2 separate regions of the Pungitius pungitius genome follow, and region 2 is linked to region 1. The links are chromatin contacts, called in public Hi-C maps. All regions are on one chromosome and are shown on one strand. Each heading gives the region's core, a stretch centred on a gene start, on an enhancer-like site or on the middle of the called end of the contact. The rest is flanking DNA. Distances are from core to core; before and after follow the strand shown. Region 1 holds the start of tmem14ca (transmembrane protein 14Ca). Region 2 holds the start of eef1e1 (eukaryotic translation elongation factor 1 epsilon 1).

Region 1 (2,869 bases), core at 199-2,698:
TCACATTTCTCATCTTGTTTTTTCTTCAGCTCAGCGAGGTGAAGACGTCAGAGTAATTTAGTGATCCAATCACATAAACATTTATCAAGTACATTTGCTTCCATAGACGTAACAGTCACGTGGTCATCCTGACCAGAAACCCACTTCACTTGAATATGTTTGAGTGTGTGTAACAAGGATAGTCAGTAGTGGCATGAAAATGGATACCTTGCCCCCGCTATCAAGCCGGCTGGCATTAACTTCCTTGATCCATAGAACCTCTTTCCCATGACGGCGGTCAGAGCTCCAGATGTGGCTGGAAGACACCGTGTGGTGGATAATGTCAGTGTAAGGTAGAAAAACAGAACGCATTATGACCACAGTGATCATTGTTAATGTATCCGCTCATCACATAGTTCACCTCCACACAGCACATTCACACTATGCAGTACAATCTGTATACCAACCGAGGGACACCCAAATGTTTTTGGGGTCATTGGAGATCTGGTAGGCACCAAAACCTGCAAGGCCACCGAAGAGAAGACCCGCCGCCAGGGAGGGGGTGCTGCCTTAAAGAAGCAACGCACAGGTGTTTCATGAGAGTCATCTATTTTGGTTTTACGTGCATAATTCCATCAACGTAGCTACAAAAAAGACACTTATTATGGAAGAATGTGGTAATCCCAATTCTATACTTACTAGAAATTAAAGATCAGTTTAATTGTGAACTTGAGGGATTCAATGATATGTCAAGAAAGTCAGAGAATCGTTGTCATTTGAAAAATAAAAAAGTGCTCTACATACGTGCTTTAAAATAACCAATGGCTCCCCCGGAAGCGATGAGGGCTGCATATCCATATCCTACGTAATCAGTAGACATGTTGGACACTTGCAAAGTCTTAACAAGCCAGTGAGGGGGGAGAACACACGTGACGTTAGTAGTGTTCACGGTCACTATTTAATTCAGACGATTTCCTGCTACGCAACGAAGTTAAGGCCACTACCGCAAAACAGAACACCAGAAACACGGTCTAAGTGGAGGAGGTTTTCCCCGCTGTTACACAGCTGCGATGGTCTGCTTTGAACCAGAAATCGTTACATTGAAGCCTGACGTCTAAGTCAAGGCTGTCTATCCGTTTGAGGACTTGTGAGGTTCAGCTACGTTAGCTGCTTAACAGTTTTATCATGCGCACGTGTATCGATCGCATGCAAGCTCACACAATATATTGCCTGCGCCATTTATTTTAATGTGGAACAATGTGAGCTTAAAAAACGTCTGATACTATCACAAAAGAAAACGTGAAACGCAAATAAAGCCACATACAACCTTGCTCTTTCAGTTTGTCCTCTGTCACCACCGACGGCAGCCTGTTCACTGTCGAGCACGAATGATTGGTGCACACAACACGCACCGCGGTGCCTGATGGGACATGTAGGCCACTTGCTTCGGAGGCAAATCAGAATCGTCTTTAGTGGACATTTATGCTTGCCAAACATCGAACTTGACTCCGGTTTTCACATTAACAACAACAATTAGAGTCCAATTGGAGAGGTAGAATACTAAATGTTGAGTTCAGAAAAGGGAGAATTTTAAAGCAATGCAAATTGATATATATTTTTATTTAAACTTTGCAACGATATTCACCAAACCACTGAAGTTGATGGGATATAGCCTTTGGTTACGTTTTAACCATGACTTTCACGTGTCTCCATACAGCAGGTCCTGTCATGTTTGTCTCTCTTATACTTTGTGTGTAACTATTAACACGTTTGACATTATCATCCGGATTTTTTATTAAAATATGAGTTGACACTGCCACCTGATGAGACGGGATTTGAGTCATCGAGCAAAGCCTCCCCATCTGTTTCCACATTGATGTGCATTGTTCAGACAGACTATTGTTTGCAAGTAATTTGCTGTAAGGATCTCATAAACACCTCTGTTGTCTGATATGCCATCATGTTTTTGTTTATGCTTATGCTCTACTAATGGAAAAAAACAGGTAGCTATCTTATGACATAAGAGTGAAAATAAACTACAGGTCTACAATTCAAGGGTGGACCTTGTTTTATTATTACCGCCACAAGATGGCACTACAGGATTAGATGAAGTTATATTTCAGCCATATCCCGCATCTCCAAGCTTTGACAAGACCTGAGTTGTTTTGCTTTATATGTAGAGCAAAATGTCTGAAAAATGATAAAACACACACAATAGCATCAGAATATGTATGTTCAGTATTTGAGCCTTATGGGTAATTACTGTGAAAACGAACAGGTCTTAGAAGTGGAATTAGGGTCCATTAAGAAAGAAAAGTGCTTTCAGGTGAACGAAAGCTGGTTTGACCAATGAACCCAATGAATAGCATACATTTAAATCTAAATTTAAATCAAAGCTAACTGATAAACCGGACATTTGGTTAAATTCTGAGCCCTGTCATATGTTTTTTTGACACCTGCTTTTTGTTCCACCGACATCGCTTTGGTATATCACCTATGTAGGAATGCTCACTGCGCGCACATTCTCATTTGGTTTCAATTACAATGCAATATCATTTTAAATTCATCTACGGAAGCAAGATGGCGCTATAATACAATTCATCACAGTGGGGATGCAGCGTTTCCATGCAATGGGCCCTAAAACCTTCCCACTCAATAGACACTAAAGCGCCTGACACCGGGACTCCTGTACCGGGACATGATCCGTCCTCAGCAGGCTGACACGTGCAGCTTCCACTACAAAAACAGCATCAACAATAACAACATGGCCGCTTTGTAATAACCGCACCCATCACAGCTCATGGTTTTTGTGCTTTAATGAAACGAGGCAAAGAGGAGAGAACATCAAGTAGAAAAGTTGGAAGTGATTCTTTCTCATTGACACTGAATT
Region 2 (3,150 bases), core at 584-3,083, 380 kb after region 1:
AAAAACAAGAAGAAATTAGCCTTACCTTGTTTCATAGCATCTAATCATTTGTGGTAGTCTGTGTACTCATTCTTATAATTAATTTGTTTTCTCGGACAGCTTTTTCTGAACAAATTGGGTTTAAAAATATCATCTGTTCTTATATATTAAGTCCACATGGTGAAAGAGAAAGATGTGGATGTATGGGTGGAAATAGTTCACATGAAGCACAAATGCCAAATGAGATTCAAGAGGTCCCTGAAACTCAACATTCAACGGCTGTGCAGGACGAGCTCATGAAGCAGGTAGTCACAATAATCTTAATATGTTCAAATACACAGTGAGTGTATGATTTATTCAAATGTACCAAAGTATGCGATCCAGAGCGTCATTGGTCTGTTGTGTAGTCTAAGCAATGCAACTCAATTGCAATGCAATTGACATATTGTAGACATAAAATACTGGTCACATAATCATGACACTTATATAGAAGGATTCTTTATATTCACAGGCGCCGTCTTTTAATTACAAGCTGATCGGTGCCGTGGTGTATGCTTTGCATACAAAACACTTTATTTTAATACTTGATGTGGAATATGGACATTGTAATCATCTTTTCCCTCCTCGTGGTGAAAAAACTGTTACCCTCAAAAGTGGAAAATATGGAGAAACAAAAAAAGTACCATGAATATGTCTAAATTAATTCTGCTGTCGGCTACCCCATCGTCTTTTTTACGTAGGAAATATTTTAACATGACGCAGTTTGAAAACCGCAGGTGTACTCTGCGGTTTAGACCCCCCAGGCTCTGCCTCCCTGGCCTGCTTTTTATATTTTATTGCTGTCTGCATAACATCCAGTGAAGAAATATGAATTTGATTTGTATTGCAGCAATGGCTGACATCACCTCGAGCCTTGTCATTCAGGTGAGCTGTAACAAAGGAGGACTGATGGGGATGCAAAGAAAGCTTGTGGTGTGACACCTCTGCCCACGCTGTACAGTATCAAACACACGCACACACTAGAATATTATCACATGAACACACTTGGAGAGTATATACTTAATAAGCCCAATTTTGACTGACAGGTGACATTTCATTATGAGAAAATCAGAGAAGCCCTGTGCGAATGTAAACGGACAGGACACACACAATGTCACCGCCAGGACACGCTGCAGAGACAGATGGACAGGACAGGGAAACTTTGCTCCTGTACTTCTGACTGAAACGCCAGACCTTCCGCTGTCATTCTGATTCTGTTAAACCACAAACCCTTACGGATAGTTCTGCAAAAAAAAAAAAGGGTATGCTATGGACGAGGAGCATTGCGTAACACCCATCTTTGATCAGATTATATCCCACACCAGTAGGTTTGGCTTGCAGTTTAGCCCCCTTATGAAATGCTGGGATATGCTCATATCCAATAACGATATACTGAGATGGGGTGTTTATTAATTTAAATGAAATCAGTATTTGGAGTTTATTTCAGTATGTTGTCAAGCGTACTCACAGAACACATCAGCCTAATAGATAACATCAGTAAAGATGACCTTAAGTAGAATGTTCCTTTATATACAATGTTTACAATAAAATAGATTATTTATAAATCATAAGTTATTTTCTTAATGTTGGTAAATGATTCAAATACCCTCATATATAGTTTACCTACTTTTTATTGTCTCATTTGTTTTTTTGTTTTATTTGTCATTAACTTTTTTTATTCGACTTTATGGTATTTTGGTAATGGCTTGACGCAACGTAGGGGAAAGACTTGCAAGCTGTGTTTAATTGGTTAACACAACTAGCACTCAAACCATGGTGGGCGGGACTTGAGAGTTTGACCCAATCGTATCATACGCACACTGCACTGCCCCTTCGACAGTCAGAACATGGCTCTACGGGAGCTATCATCGCTGGAGAAATATTTAGGACTGAAAAAGCCGAACAAATACAGTACACAGGGGGAGAAAAAGGTGACATGACCATACTTCTTTGTGGTATCCTCTTCGGGCTTTAAAACGCTGTTTCATTCTTTTAGGCAGCTCGACCACTACTGTAACGAGGACACAGCAGCTAGCTAGATAATGCTAACGAGCGAGTCGTGTGTGTTGAATAAGCCGGCATCATCGTGTCATAACCATAACAACCCTTTGTTATCACTTCAGTTAGTGATCTTTTTCACCGCTGGGCCGATGCATCACATCCACGCAGCGACATTCGTTGCCAGTTGTCTCGTTTCCACTCCTCGGCACAATGGAAGCAGTCCCGTGCTGTGCGCATGCCCGTCCGTTGAATTAAAGCGAGGCAGAGTGCGACGTCATTCCCGATGCGCGTGCATTCGCATTGTGGGCTTCCACTGCACAATGAATGGAAACGTATTGACAGCCTCAGAGTCAAAACCTATGTATTACTTATTAATCTAAGTAATCAACTTCATTCAATCATTTTTCTCAAGGGGAACGCGGACAATCACATCCATCGTTGAACTGGCTCTGGGGGGGACAAACAAACAAAATAGCAAGGGTACATTTTCGACCTGTTTGGAACTGAAGAAGGTTCTTTAAAGTGACACAAGCAAACACAGGCACAGCTGGTCTCTGCATTTAAATCAAATAAGAGAAGAGAATCCCCCTTTCTATCACCGTCTCACCATCCTCCTACGTCTCTTTGCAGGTGCCTGTGCTGCAGAAGGCCAATGCCCCCCCCCTGGTAGGCTTGGTGACGGTCGCCTGTCACCTGGCGAAAGAGGCCAAGCGCCCCGAGCTGCTGGGAGACTCTGCAGAAAGCAGGGCGCTGGTGCAGCAGTGGCTGGAGTACCGGGTCACCAAGCTGGACGGCTGCACGAGGGAGGACGCCAAGACCGTCCTGAAGGTACAGATGGCGGACGAGGCGGTGGAAGTCTTTGAAATGTCTCCCGTCTTCCTTTTCGTTTCTGCACACTCGTATGCATCTGTACTTGTGATTCATTGATTGATTCCGAGCCTGCTTGGATGAAGCTTTCACCTCCCATCTTGGCTGTCTTAATTCTGATTGTGTTTTGGTTTCATCACGACTGCAAAAGAAGAAGAAGAAAAATAATAATTCTAAATAATTCCCTTTACCTTTGAGAGGCGCCCCAGCATCTCATCTCAGTTTCTCCCACATTCCCTCCCTTCCCTCCCTCCACCAGCTGGG

Evidence for each region. Hi-C and Micro-C count contacts between places; a contact is called where the count stands out from the background.
Region 2: a Hi-C map of muscle shows a contact between it and region 1, with 8 times the contacts expected there. The contact joins the promoter of eef1e1 here to the promoter of tmem14ca in region 1. A contact is called at or near these places in 2 of 2 Hi-C or Micro-C datasets (both in muscle).

What each region holds. Positions count from the first base shown.
Region 1 is chr19:9,850,105-9,852,973 of fPunPun2.1, forward strand. It overlaps tmem14ca (transmembrane protein 14Ca), which reads right to left and starts at 1,449. Exons shown (of 5, transcript XM_037456397.2): 1 at 1,307-1,449; 2 at 784-877; 3 at 447-548; 4 at 208-295. The coding sequence starts at 859.
Region 2 is chr19:10,228,792-10,231,941 of fPunPun2.1, forward strand. eef1e1 (eukaryotic translation elongation factor 1 epsilon 1) reads left to right here and starts at 1,834. Exons shown (of 4, transcript XM_037456399.2): 1 at 1,834-1,949; 2 at 2,650-2,847. The coding sequence starts at 1,866.